Regions from separate parts of the Sus scrofa genome. Here all the other regions are linked to region 3. Evidence: chromatin contacts called from public Hi-C and HiChIP or PLAC-seq data. All regions are on one chromosome and are shown on one strand. Each heading gives the region's core, a stretch centred on a gene start, on an enhancer-like site or on the middle of the called end of the contact. The rest is flanking DNA. Distances are from core to core; before and after follow the strand shown. Region 1 overlaps KSR1 (kinase suppressor of Ras 1). Region 2 overlaps KSR1 (kinase suppressor of Ras 1). Region 3 has its middle 65 kb from the start of NF1.

Region 1 (4,300 bases), core at 1,570-4,069, 300 kb after region 3:
AAGTCGCTTTAATCCCGTCAGCCAAGAGAACCCTCATTAATATTCTGATGATATCCCTTATAGCTGGACCCCGTGCTTTGAAAGAAGCGTTTTCGCCTCAAACGATATTTATTTACTAGGTAAAAAATAATTTCCAGGGGGTTCCTATTGTGGCACAGCTGGTTAAGAACCACCTGACTAGAATTCATGAGGATGCAGGTTCCATCCCTGACCTCGCTTAGAGGGTTAAGGATCTGTTGTTGCCGCGAGCTGTGGTGTAGGTTGTAGACGTGGCTTGGATCTGGCGTGGCTGTGGCTGTGGTGTAGGCCAGTAGCTACAGCTCTGATTCAATCCCTAGCCTGGGAACTTCCATGTGCCACGGGTGCAGCCCTAAAAAAAAAAAAAAAACAATAATACTTTCTATCTTGCTTGTCTATCAGAGGCATAAGCCACCACCCACCAGCATGAGGTCACCAGGCCATCCACCACACCAAGGGGACAAAATTCCAGCCCAAAGCAGGAGTCTTGCTGTGGTGACACAGCTCAGCACCCCAGGGCCCAGCCTCAGCCTTGTCCACCCTCGGTCTCTCCATCTCCCTCTCATCCACTCAGTCCCAGGAGAGACCTGAGTCTACAGAAAGGGAATACGTATGACACGAGAATCAAAGCATATTAACTGAAAGTTCACATGTTTTCAAATATGCTGAGGCGACTGGAACCCAGATAAGGAACCACCAGCCAATATTCCAGACCCTGAGGGTCCAAGAATCTTATCTCCTTGGAGACGGTCCCTAAAAACTAGCCCTTTCCTCAGGTGGTTTAAGTCGGTTTCTCCCCGGAACAGGAATGAGGCAGCATTTTTTTTTTTTTTTTTTTTTTTTTTTTTTGTCTTTTGTCCTTATAGGACCGCACCCATGGCATATGGAGGATCCCAGGCTAGGGGTCAAATTGGAGTTGTAGCCACTGGCCTGCACCACAGCCACAGCAACACCAGATCTGAGCCGCGTCTGTGACCTACACCATAGCTCACAGCAACACTGGATCCTTAACCCACGGAGCGAGACCAGGGATTGAACCCACAACCTCATGGTTCCTAGTCAGATTCGTTTCCCCTGAGCCACGACAGGAACTCCGAGGCAGCATATTCTTTCTAGGTGCTTCCTCACCCTGGGTTTGAGGAGTCAGTGCAGGTGGAAACCCCAGAACATGAGCCCCTAACCTCATAATTGCTCTGATGCCCCAGACGGCCAGCCCCTCCCCCCTGCACACTCTGTACTGTAATAAAATCCTTGTGATCAGAAAACCACAGGAGCACGAGAATCAATACGGTGAGTCCCGGGGCCCAGGGCTGCCTGGGTATCGCCTGCAGAGGCCAGGTTCTTCCTCACCTGAGTCTGAGTGGGCGTGGTCCTGCCTCAGCAGCCCCCACCCCGAGGGGGGGCTGCTCTGAATTGCCAGGAGGATTGGTGAACTGAGCTTTCTGTTCTGGGGCGGGTAGCCCTGGGCCTCGGGGAACACGTGTCCTTGCCTGTCATGGCCAGGCCCCAGCAGGAACAGGTGCCAGGCTGGTGGAGAACGAGTGTTCTGGCGCCCACAGTCCAGGGGGTGGAGAGCGCTCCCGAGGAGGTGGGCACGGCCCTGCCCCTGCCCCTACCAGGCTCCACAGGGGCTGGAGCGGGCTGCACGGGCCCCTGCCCTCTGGCTGACGCGCCCCTCCTCACAGCTTCTGCAAGGGACGGACGTTGCACTCGTTTGTGAGGGACCCCAAGACGTCGCTGGACATCAACAAGACCAGACAGATCGCCCAGGAGATCATCAAGGTAAAGGGGTGGCTGGCTGGTCCCACAGCTCCCGGCCGTCCCCTGATTTGAGTGCCTGTGTCAGGGTGGTGGCAACGAGAGGGACCTCAAGGGGGGGGAACCCCACCTCCTTCCCTCTGTCCGTGTCTCATCCGATGGGTGCTGGACACCCTGGAGAAACGCAATAGATGGCCTGAGTTTGAATCTTGGTCATGCCAGCTGGGTGACTTTGGGCAAGTTGGTTAGCCTCTCTGAACCTTGGCTTCCTCCCCTGCAAGATGGGGGTGCTGGCGTCACCTCCCTCGTTGGACTGGTGCAAAAGTAAAATAGAATAATCCAGAGGGAGCACTAGGCCTTGGCCTGGTGCTTGATGAGAGTCAGTTAGAATTGATTAAGGTTTGGGGCAGAGGTTCTGCCTTAAATTTTCCAAATCCGAGCTTCATGAGATCAGGCCCTCAGGCTTAGCTCAAGCAGCAGCTTTTTTTTTTTTTTTTTTTTGCTTCCATCTCATTTGTTCCTTTATTTAGCAACAGACAGGCCCAGAGAAAAACTAGATTGATGCTGGCTAGGGCTTCCTCTTTCTTGGTTCTTCTTGTAGTTCGTGGTTCTCTTACCAGCTCCTACCAGGTTTTGGTCCCTTTCCTGCCTTCAGTCTTGCCTTCTTTTCTTTTTCTCTCCATCCCCGTTCCATCCCTTTTGTGTGTCTCTCTAGAAAGGAAAAGACAAATATCTCCATAACTTAGGAATACCCAGATTCCCACGTGACATTCCTGTGTGGCTAAACTAATGCATTCAACTAATGCATTCAGCCCTCAAACCGGAATATGGCACTTGCAGCCAGGCCTCAGTGCAGAGAAGCTGGGGGGAGCCGCAGTGTCAAAGCTATTTCGTGATGCTCCCAAACCTGCCAAGCCCTTTCCCCACCTCTTCCCTCCTCCCCCAAACAATTTTCTCTCCCCCAGGGCCCTGGAGGAGTCTGTCTGGCTCCTGAGAGGGGATATGCTAGGCTGAGTCAGGCTGAAGGAACCATCTGGAAGATTCCAGGGCAGAAGAGAAAAGTCACTCCAAGCTTTTGGCGCTATGGAGCCGGAAGCCGCCTCTCTGCTGGCTTATTTGACTTTCCCCCACCCTTCTTCTGGGAACTTCGAAGCTACTTCCTTTTGTAGTCATCTCTGATATTTTAAGTCTCAAAATACAATAACATGGGACTGACCTCTGGCTAGAGGATCTGGGGGCCACTCTGGAGACTTTGTGAAATTATGGGGAGGAAGGAGAGATTGTGTTCCAGATTCAGGCACTCTTTTTTTTTTTTTCCCCTCCTTTTTGGCCGCACCCAGGGCATGCAGAAATTCCAGAGCCAGGGATTGAACCTGCACCATAGCAGTGACCCCAGCCACAGCAGTGGCAACACTGGATCCTTAACCCCCTGCACCACCAGGAAACTCCCCCCAGAACTTTCTCTCTTGTCTCTTTAAGCTGCCCGTTTAAGGCCATGGTACATATTTAATGTAAACAAGCTTCAGAGGGAGTTCCTGTTGTGGCTCAGTGGTTAACGATTCCAACTGGGAACCATGAGGTTGCGGGTTCGATCCCTGGCCTTGCTCAGTGGGTTAAGGATCCGGCGTTGCCGTGAACTGTGGTGTAGGTCACAGACACAGCTCAGATGCCACGTTGCTACGGCTATGGCATAGGCCTGAGGCTATTGCTCCTATTGGACCCCTAGCCTGGGAACCTCCATATGCCACAGGAGTGGCCCTGGAAAAGACAAAAACAAAAACAAAAAACAAAAACCAAGGTTCAGAGAGGTACAGTCACTTGTCCTCAGTCACACAGCTGGTCCCTGTTCAACCAAAGATGAGGCCTTTGGTGCTCTCCGGTCACTGGGGAAGGCTTGCTTTGGTTTGGGACATGGGCAGATCATCAAGGAGGGGCCTTCTTACATGCAGGGTGGAGTTGGGGAAAGAGCAAGTCCTCTTTCCTGGAGCTGCCTGCTTCTGGGCAGGATGACAGCTCTTGGCAGACCCGAGGGAAGTGGCCGCAGCGGCCCCGCACCCTCCTGTCTCTTGCAGAACAGCAGCTGCCCTGGGTGGATTCTTCTCTGACGCGCTCCAGCTGCACACAGACCGAGCTCTGGCCGCGGCTGAGTTCTGCCTGTTTCTGCCTCCCAGCTCATCCTCTCTGTTTCCTAAATCTGGCTCGTTGTTTACCCCCCCATTCCTCACCCCCAGATACCTTTGAAGGCAGGGAGATTTCTCATGCGTGGAGAACCCTGGATTGGGAGGTGGCTTCACCCGTGCCTCTTTCTGACCTGGCAGGGACGCCCATTTCAGTCATGGCATCTTGTACCCTCCTCCCTGTCTCCTCCTCCTGGGCTTGGTGACAGAAGACGGCTTTGGCTTTGGATGAGCCAGGCCTGGGTCAGGTCCCCCACAGCCCATGCCCTGGCCAGTGTCCAGTCAAATAGCAATGGTTAGAAATCACCCACCCCCACCTCATCACTTGACCGATGAGGGGAACTGAG
Region 2 (4,269 bases), core at 1,274-3,773, 270 kb after region 3:
GTTACATGGGCCGGGGTCCAAGCCAGGCTTCTGCGCTCACTTGCTGGGTCTTAGGTGAGTAACGTAATCTCTCCGGACCTCACTTTCCAAAGCAGTTGTGCCCATGCCACTTCACGGGTGGCCCTCGTATGAGGAGTTATTTTATGACTAGATTGGTTGTGAAAAGAGGAAGCTGAGCAAGAGTCAATGTGCCACAAGCCTGGGTGGCTCTCAGGGCGCAGAGCCTGGGTGTTTGGGTGTCGCTGGTCACGTGGGATTTGCTTCTTCTTTGTGAAAAGGAGAAAAGCACGTCCCCAAAGTGGGCATGGGTTGAGCGGGGGCAGGGACCGGGAGCCCAGGATTTCTTCCCAGCCACCATCTTCTGAGGCACCAAGACATCAGGGTCTTGCCAGGCTCCGGCTGAGGTCATGAGCCCAGAACCCCACTGCTTCCAGGTTCCTCGGGGCTCTGGAGCCACAAGGAGGGCACGTGGCACAGCACCCCTTAGACCTGCACCTTTGGAGGAGATTCTCAAGGCCGACTTCAGGGAGGTCGTCCCCTTGGCCCTCCTCTTGGCGCAGCTCAGAAAACTGGGCAGGAATGAAACTTTTACATCTGGTGGGGAATGCCCACCCGGAAAACGGCAAGCTGTGCCAGGCCTCGGTACCTTCTGGTGTCACCGGCAGGGCCTTGGTCCTCGTGCTCTTGTTCTGGGTCACCCAGGCAGGCGCCCTCCCCTCTCTGGGCCCCGGTTTCCTCCTCTGTAAAGTGAATGTTGGTCTCAAATGCCTCAAGGGCTCCTTGGAATTCTGCCTTTGACCTTGGCAGAGGAAGGGCTTCTCTCCTCCCTTCCCAGCCTCGTGAATACCCATTGGCCCCTTCATGCCCTCAGCCCTCGGCGGCCCTGGTGGCCCTGGCGATGGCCTCCTTGGCTTAAGTCCTGGCTCCGTGGCTGCTGTGGGGCAGGGGTTGTTTACAGGGTTGGTGGAAGACTGCAGAGAGGGGCTGCCTCCCTCCAAGGGTCTCCCAAGAGATGGCGATCTCCTGCTTGGACGTTGTAGGCAGCTCTGAACAATGGGGCCCTGTCCTCAGCCGAGCAGCCTGCTTTTCAGGTCTCCAGCTCTGGGCTCACGTCCTGCAGCCTGGCTCATCCCCCACCCGGACAGACAGCACAACAAACAGCCTCAAAGGACAGACTGCGTGCTGAACGCTGGGATGCTTGCCCCTCTGGTGGAGGGGTCTGTGATCTGTCTTCTGGCCCCTCGGGGGGCCCACCAGACTCCACCACTGGGGCCAGGCAGTGCCAGGGACCCTGAGCCAAGTCTGCCGTGGCTGCGGGATCGGGGGCTTACTGGTTGCGCTCAGAGCTCTCAGCCTGCGAATGTGGAGGAGGCAGAGTAGACTTGTCTGGGGATGCTCCTTTGAAGGGTGTGTTTGCACAGGGGAGAATCAGAAATAGATGTTGGGGACCAGCGGGCAGCAAAGGCGGCTGCAGACATGGGCACGCCTGAGAGCCCCTGTCTGTTTCTCTTGGTGCCTTTACCCCCAGGAAAGCTGGTGCCTTTCAAACCAGACGCTGCTCCCTGCACCCTCTGCGCAGGATTGCCGGCCCCCAGTTTCCCAGGCTTCTCATCCTGGGCAGTTCCTCACTGCTCCCACTTCCATCTCTGAGGTGCCCCTGTTGGGACGGTGCCTGGTACCCTCTCCTTCCCGTTGGAGGTCCTCCTCCTCTTCACCTGCTGCCCGCCTGCTCTGTGTCCCCGCCGCCACCCTGCTCATCTGCCTGCTGCGTCAACAAGGGATGTTACGAGGGCCTGCAGGTCTGGGGAAGCCATGGCCCTGGAGCAGGGCTGAGGTGGTGATGCTGAGCCCCCAGCTCCCCCAGCTCCCCTCTACCCCCACGCTGCCCTGCTTGTGTGGGGAGAGACTTCCCCACTTGCAGGTCCCCCAGAAGCCAGGCATCACCCGGGGCTCCTGTAGCTCTTTGGCTGCTGCTGTCAGATCCTCCACCTGACCCCTCCTGACCCCGGTTTTGGAATGTTCCCTTTTGTTTGTTTTAAAGTATTCCATTTCTGACTTGAGTTTCATGGCGGAGTCTAGTGGACAATAGCGGGTTCTTTCCCATGGGGAACAAGCATCCTGGGGGGGGAGGAGAGCCCCCCGCTTCTAGAAGCCCACCCCTCTCCTCTCTCCATTTTGGAAGTAATGTGTGCTGGGGGGGGGAGCCCAGCCCGAAACGCAGGGTGTGGGTGTGTGGGTGTGTTTCTCTAATGCTGGATGTATCTGGTCATTTTCAAACAGCACCCCAGAGGAGCTGTGTGTTGATGACACACAGAGAAAGGTGACAAAATGTAGGCTGTCGAGGTGGCAGCTCTGGGCCTGCCTTGCCTCTCCCCTGTGTTCCCCTCCTGCAGGTTGTGTGCTGGGGTTGGGCAGGGAGAAGACACATCAGCACAGGGAGAAGTGGGAAGGAAGGAACAGTGAGACCCAGGGCCACCAGAGCATGGAGCCCAGCGTAGTAGCTGTGTGTTTGTTGAGTGGCTGACTAACCCACCAGGTCAAGGGTTGCCAAACCTCAGCCTATGGGCCAAATTCAGCCCACCACTGATGATTGTATGGCTTTTCGAACTAAGGATGATTTCACATTTTTAGCTGGTAGGAAAAACAAAACAAAGCAAAACAAGACTATTTCGTGACATGTGAAAATTATATGAAATTCAGGTTTCAGTATGCATACTTAAAGTGTTGTTACTGGCACACAGCCACACCCATTTGTTTCCATATTGTGGCTCTTTTGTGCTCTGATGGCAGAGTTGGGTAGTTGTGACACACACCATATGGCCTGCAAAGCTGAAAATACTCATTCTCTGGCCTGTTCAGGAAGTGTGCCTAGGGAGTTCCCATTGTGGCTCAGCTGGGCACAGGAGTAGGGCATAGTGTGGAACCTGGAAAGCCAGACGTGACCTGTGGTGCCAGGTAGAGTCTGCCCTGGGACAGGGAGCTCACTTTACAGAGCAAAGATGTGGGCGCCAGCACGGGCAGAGCCGGCTGGCTGTGCAGAGGAAAAGATGGCCATGCCTCAGCCTCACCCATCGGGCTCTGCGGCCTGGAGCAAGTTACCTACCCTCTCTGAGCCTTCTCGCCCCTCTGAGACTGTTATGAGGATTGCATGCACTGACCTCTGTGGTTCGTCTAAGAGAGGGCCTGGCACCCAGGAGCTGAGTCATACGTGGTCACCACTACCCTTTCCTGAGTCCCCTCCCATCTCCTCCCCTTTGACCTGCATCCCTCGCCTCCAGGCCCTGTCCCACCAGCGCACCATCTTTCTAAGGCCCTCAAGCCCGGACATACAGTGTGTAGGCTGGAGAAGCCGGCCCTGAAAAGTCCACTGGGCTCCCCCCTCTGTGAGCCCCCGCCCGCTTCGTGGGAGAGGGAGGCACCAGTGTCCCCCGGGGTGTCTCTGAGCCTAGGCTAGGCTGGGGGTGAGCTGAAGGGGCATGGGCCTCATGAGAGCTCAGGCCCCAGGGTGCTGCCCTGCCCTGGTCCCACCCGCCTTCTGAGACCCTTTCTGTGCTGGGCAGCTTTGGCCAGACCTCAGGCCCCACGGTCCTCATCCCGTGTCTGCCACCTACACCCCAGCTCACAGCAATGCCGGATCCTTAACCCACTGAGTGAGGCCAGGGATCGAACCCACGTCCTCATGGTTACTAGTCAGGTTCGTTACTGCTGAGCCACAACAGAAACTCCAGGATCCTTTTTTAAAGCCTCCCGGGTAACTCCAGGTGCCACTGAGGTTGAGAGCCACTGATCTGATGGAGCCAAGCCCACACATTTTCTAAATGATGAAATGGAGGCCCAGAGAGAAGCAGGGATGGGCCCAAGGTGAAGAGGGTTCCAACCTCTGACCCTTCTTTGGCTGGAAGGCCGTGAAGAGAAGCCCTCCAGGAAGGGCCTGACATCTCCCAGGAGGGGCGTCTTCTTATTTCCCAGGGCTGGGATGGTGACTAGGTTCAGAGACAAAGCCAGTATCCCCCAGCTGTCTGCTGATCTCCATGGAAACCCCAGGAGGCCGCCTGACCCAGGCCCCTCGCTCCCTCAGCCCCTCCTGTGCCTCCCAGAATAGCCCACTATTATTATCCAAGTCTCACCCCTCCCTCTCCTCCGACACCAGCGGTGGTGAGAAGGCAGGAGGGAACATCTGTCAGGTGCTCCTTTGCCCGCTGGAGGCACACGGGCTCTCGTTTCTCTCCCTCTGCTGCCCCAGCCCCGCCCTGAGCCCTGGCCGCAGAG
Region 3 (4,112 bases), core at 416-2,915:
CCTAATTTTTAATTCTTGGTTATCGACCACTTTGTCTGTGCCAGTTGTTACCATTTCTAAAGATAATTCTCTTGGAGTTCCCGTCACAGCGCAGTGGTTAACGAATCCGACTAGGAATCATGAGGTTTCGGGTTCGATCCCTGCCCTTGCTCAGTGGGTTAAAGGATCTGGCATTGCCGTGAGCTGTGGTGTGGGTTGCAGACGCGGCTCGGATCCGCGTTGCTGTGGCTCTGGCGTAGGCCGGTGGCTACAGCTCTGATTAGACCCCTAGCCTGGAACCTCCATATGCCATGGGAGTGGCCCAAAGAAATGGCAAAAAGACAAAAAAAAAAAAAAAAAAAAAAGATAATTCTCTTTATATAATCCCAAGAGTATTCATCCTGATGGAGTTCACCAATGTTGGCTCATCTGCGTTTTATCATTAAACGAGATTATATTCTTCTAGTGCTGGTCTTGAACATGCCACTATGTAATTGAATAACCTTGGATAAGTCACATAAACCCACTGGGACTTTCTTTTCTTTTTCTTTTCCTCTTTTTTGGCTTTTTAGGGCTGCACCTGAGGCATATGGAGGTTCTCATTTTAGGGGTTGAATCAGAGCTGCAGCTGCTGGCCTACACCACAGCCACAGCAATGCAGGGTCTGTGAACTACACCACAGCTGGATCCTTAACCACTGATCGAGGCCGGGGATCAAACCTGCATCCTCATGGGTACCAGTCGGGTTCCTAATGAGAACTCTGGGCCTTACTTTCTTTCTCTCAAAAATGAGAGGTAAGAGAGTTCCCGTTGTGGCTCAGTGGCTAACGAATCCTACTAGGAACCATGAGGTTGTGGGTTCGATCCCTGGCCTTGCTCAGTGGGTCAAGGATCCGGTGTTGCCATGAGCTGTGGTGTAGTTTGCAGACACGGCTTGGATCTGGCATTGCTGTGGCTCTGGCGTAGGCCAGCGGTATAGCTCGGATTAGACCCCTAGCCTGGGAACTTCCATATGCCTCAGGAGCGGCCCTAGAAAAGACAAAAAAAAAAAAAAATAAAAAAAAAATGAGAGGTAGGAGTTCTCATTGTGGTGTAGGGGAAACGAATCTGAATAGTATGCATGGGGATGCGGGTTCTATCCCTGGCCTCACTCAGTGGGTTAAGGACCTGGCATTGCTGTGAGCTGTGTTACAGGTCACAGATGCAGCTGGGATCCAGTGTTGCTGTGGCTGTGGTGTAGGCCAGTAGCTATAGCTCTGATTTGACCCCTAGCCTGGGAACTTCCGCATGCTGTGGGTGTGGCCCTAAAAAAAAAGAAAAGAAAAAGGAAAGAAAAATGAGAGGTTTTGGGAATGAACCCTACTAGAAACTAGAATTCATGAGGACATTGGTTTGATCCCTGACCTTGATCATTGGGTTAAGGATCCAATGTTGCCGCGAACTGCAGTTTTAGGTCACAGATGCAGCTTGAATCACACGTTGCTGTGGCTGTGGTGTAGGCTGACAGCTACAGCTCCAATTTGACCACTAGCCTGAGAACTTCTATATACCCAGGGTGCAGCCCTAAAAAAAGACCAAAAAAAAAAAAAAAAGTAGAGAGAGAAAGTTCGGATGAAATACTGTACTTCTTCAACTCTGTAAAAAGCCTAAGGGCCATGCAATCCCAACTGTGTCCAGCAGAGGACAGAAGAAGTCACTAAAAGCTCAGAGGTCTCCATCAATCCCTGTCACTAGTGTGAATAGTTTTATGGGAGTCCCTATTTTCTATGTTACTTACCTGATTTTTAAGGTTGTGCCAGGCATGAAGGCAGGTGTGTTTCTTGAAAGATTAAAGCAGAGGTACACTGTCTACTTTGGCCTCTTTGTTTTATTTTTTGGCTTTTCTAGGGCTGCACCCGTGGTATATGGAGGTTCCCAGGCTAGGGGGCAAATCAGAGCTGTAGCCACCAGCCTACACCACAGCCACAGCAACGTGGGATCCGAGCTGTGTCTTCGACCTAGACCACAGCTCATGGCAACGCCAGATCCTTGACCCACTGAGCAAGGCCAGGGAATCGAACCTACAACCTCATGGTTCCTAGTCGGGTTTGTTGACCACCGTGCCATCATGGGATCTCCCTGGGCCTCTTTGTTAATATAAAACCATTTCCCAAATGGTGAGCAAAGGTAAATTGCCTGACAGAAGGTGACACATGGGGCTAGGAGCAGCCTTATACTTAGAGTCAATATAAATAGTAAACTTGCTACAGAAAATTCCATTTCAGAGTTCCTGCTGTGATGCAGTGGGTTAATGATCCGAAAAAGAAAAAAATTTCCATTTCATCAAAAATCTTTTTTCGTAACAAAGCATTCCTAACCCTACTTAATGACCTATTTATTTTAAAAAATATTTACCTCAGCAAAACTCTTTGTCCCCCTCAGCTTTTCTTCTAGTTTTTCTTTTTGACCGCACCTGAGGCATGTGGAAGTTCCCTGGGCTAGGGATTGAAGCCAAGCCAGAGCTGTGACCTAGGCTGCAGCTGTGGCAATGTTGGATCCTTAACCCAAGACGCTGGTCCAGGGATTGAACCGGAGCCTCCACAGAGACAAGCCAGATCATTAACCCACTGCACCACAGCTGGAGCTTCTCCTCCAGCTTCGCTAAGATATAACTGACAGAAAACATTGTGTTAGTTTAAAATGAACAACTCAATAAACTGATACGTATATTGCAAGAAATGATTACCACAATAAGATTAGTCAATGCATCAATCACCTCTCAGTTCAAATTTGAAAAATTCTTGTCACAGTGGGATTAGATTAACATTTCTACAACTACAAATGTAATAAATTCATTGAGTAATAAAAATAAGTACATTTTAAAAATTAAAAAAAATTTTAAAAAAAGATACATGGGAGTTCCCGTTGTGGCACAGTGGTTAACGAATCGACTAGGAACCATGAGGTTGCAGGTTCCATCCCTGGCCTCACTCAGTGGGTGAAGGATCTGGCGTTGCCGTGAGCAGTGGTATAGGTCGAAGACATGGCTGCAATCTGGTGTTGCTGTGGCTGTGGTGTAGGCCAGTGGCTACAGCTCCGATTAGCTCCCTAGCCTGGGAACCTCCATATGCCACCGGTGCAGCCCTAGAAAAGGCAAAAGACCAAAAAAAAAAAAAAAAGAAAAGAAAAATTATTTGCAAAATACACCCCTACAGAGACAGAGACTTCTGATACATATTTAACTAAGATAAGCATTAAAAATAAATAAATAAAAAATAAAATAAAAATTTTAAAAAGAGAAAAAAATAAGATAAGCCTTGTTTTTTAGGCAGACACTGGAGGGCTGGTTTAAACGTGTACTGAGGTGAAGGAATTGAGAATTTAAGAAAGCCCTGAGGCCAGGTCGAACCCATCCCAGCTATTCAAAGAAAATGTAGTATATGCAGAATTTGGTGGTTAAAAATTTAAGCTCTGGGTAAGACAGACCTACCTTTGAACCTTGGTAAAGTTACTTAACGTCCCTAGAGATAAAGTCCTCGGTCAACTTATCTCTAAAGTGAAGACAGTGATAAAGCCTTCGGAGATCCTTGTGAGGATTGAATGAGATAACACATGTGAAGAGTTTAGCAAAGCACCTGACACATACCATGTGATCATCCGGCAGAAGCTGCGGTCCTCCTACATTATTTGTGAGGTATTATGTCTTTAAAGAAAAACAAACAGGGAAGAAACGCACCAGGCCTTCTTCTAAACCTTTGATCTTGACTATCCCAGACTAGGTTGGATGTCTTGTTGAGGACTGCAGCCTCTGCAGCTGACAGACCCTGACCTGGCCCCCTGGCCCCCTGATGGCCACCCCACCCCCGTCTTGGCACCTCAGAGGTGCAGCAGAGGCAACTAGATGCCCAATGCCCATCACACCTCCTGCCAGCCCATCAACAACAGCCAGACACTGCCTCCCTATGAACAGGGACTGTTTGTGGCCTTTCCCCCTCCCAAGCCTTACCCAAAAGCCAAGGTTTGTGATGGGCGTCCAGCTCCCTGCTCAGCCGTGAGTGCTTCCTGCAGATACTCCACCCTTGGCCTCTGGGCCTCTATTTGTTTGTTTGTTTTTGGCTGTGCCCAAGACTTGTGGAAGTTTCAGGGCCAGGGAT

What was found. A called contact is a pair of places that touch in the nucleus more often than the background predicts. HiChIP or PLAC-seq counts read pairs in DNA pulled down with a chosen protein or histone mark.
Region 1: a Hi-C map of omental adipose tissue shows a contact between it and region 3, with 2.1 times the contacts expected there. The contact joins two enhancer-like sites. A contact is called at or near these places in 10 of 47 Hi-C or Micro-C datasets (embryonic fibroblasts, epiblast stem cells, fetal heart ventricle and 7 more) and 2 of 2 datasets of contacts at active chromatin or transcription factors (alveolar macrophages and skeletal muscle).
Region 2: an H3K27ac HiChIP or PLAC-seq map of alveolar macrophages shows a contact between it and region 3. The contact joins two enhancer-like sites. A contact is called at or near these places in 2 of 2 datasets of contacts at active chromatin or transcription factors (alveolar macrophages and skeletal muscle).

What each region holds. Positions count from the first base shown.
Region 1 is chr12:44,117,787-44,122,086 of Sscrofa11.1, forward strand. It overlaps KSR1 (kinase suppressor of Ras 1), which reads left to right. Exons shown (of 19, transcript XM_021067472.1): 14 at 1,704-1,800. Among named protein-coding and RNA genes, the nearest start is that of LGALS9, 35 kb to the right of the region's middle. Within about 2 kb of position 2,820, at least 35 of the 83 cell types and tissues checked have an H3K27ac peak or open chromatin away from gene starts, as enhancers often do. A contact at or near this core is called in omental adipose tissue and retroperitoneal adipose tissue, where this site is marked.
Region 2 is chr12:44,083,603-44,087,871 of Sscrofa11.1, forward strand. All of the region lies in intron 2 of KSR1 (kinase suppressor of Ras 1), which reads left to right. Among named protein-coding and RNA genes, the nearest start is that of LGALS9, 69 kb to the right of the region's middle. Within about 2 kb of position 2,524, at least 6 of the 83 cell types and tissues checked have an H3K27ac peak or open chromatin away from gene starts, as enhancers often do. A contact at or near this core is called in alveolar macrophages, where this site is marked.
Region 3 is chr12:43,816,691-43,820,802 of Sscrofa11.1, forward strand. No RefSeq gene overlaps it. Among named protein-coding and RNA genes, the nearest start is that of NF1, 65 kb to the left of the region's middle. Within about 2 kb of position 1,666, at least 10 of the 83 cell types and tissues checked have an H3K27ac peak or open chromatin away from gene starts, as enhancers often do. A contact at or near this core is called in alveolar macrophages, omental adipose tissue and retroperitoneal adipose tissue, where this site is marked.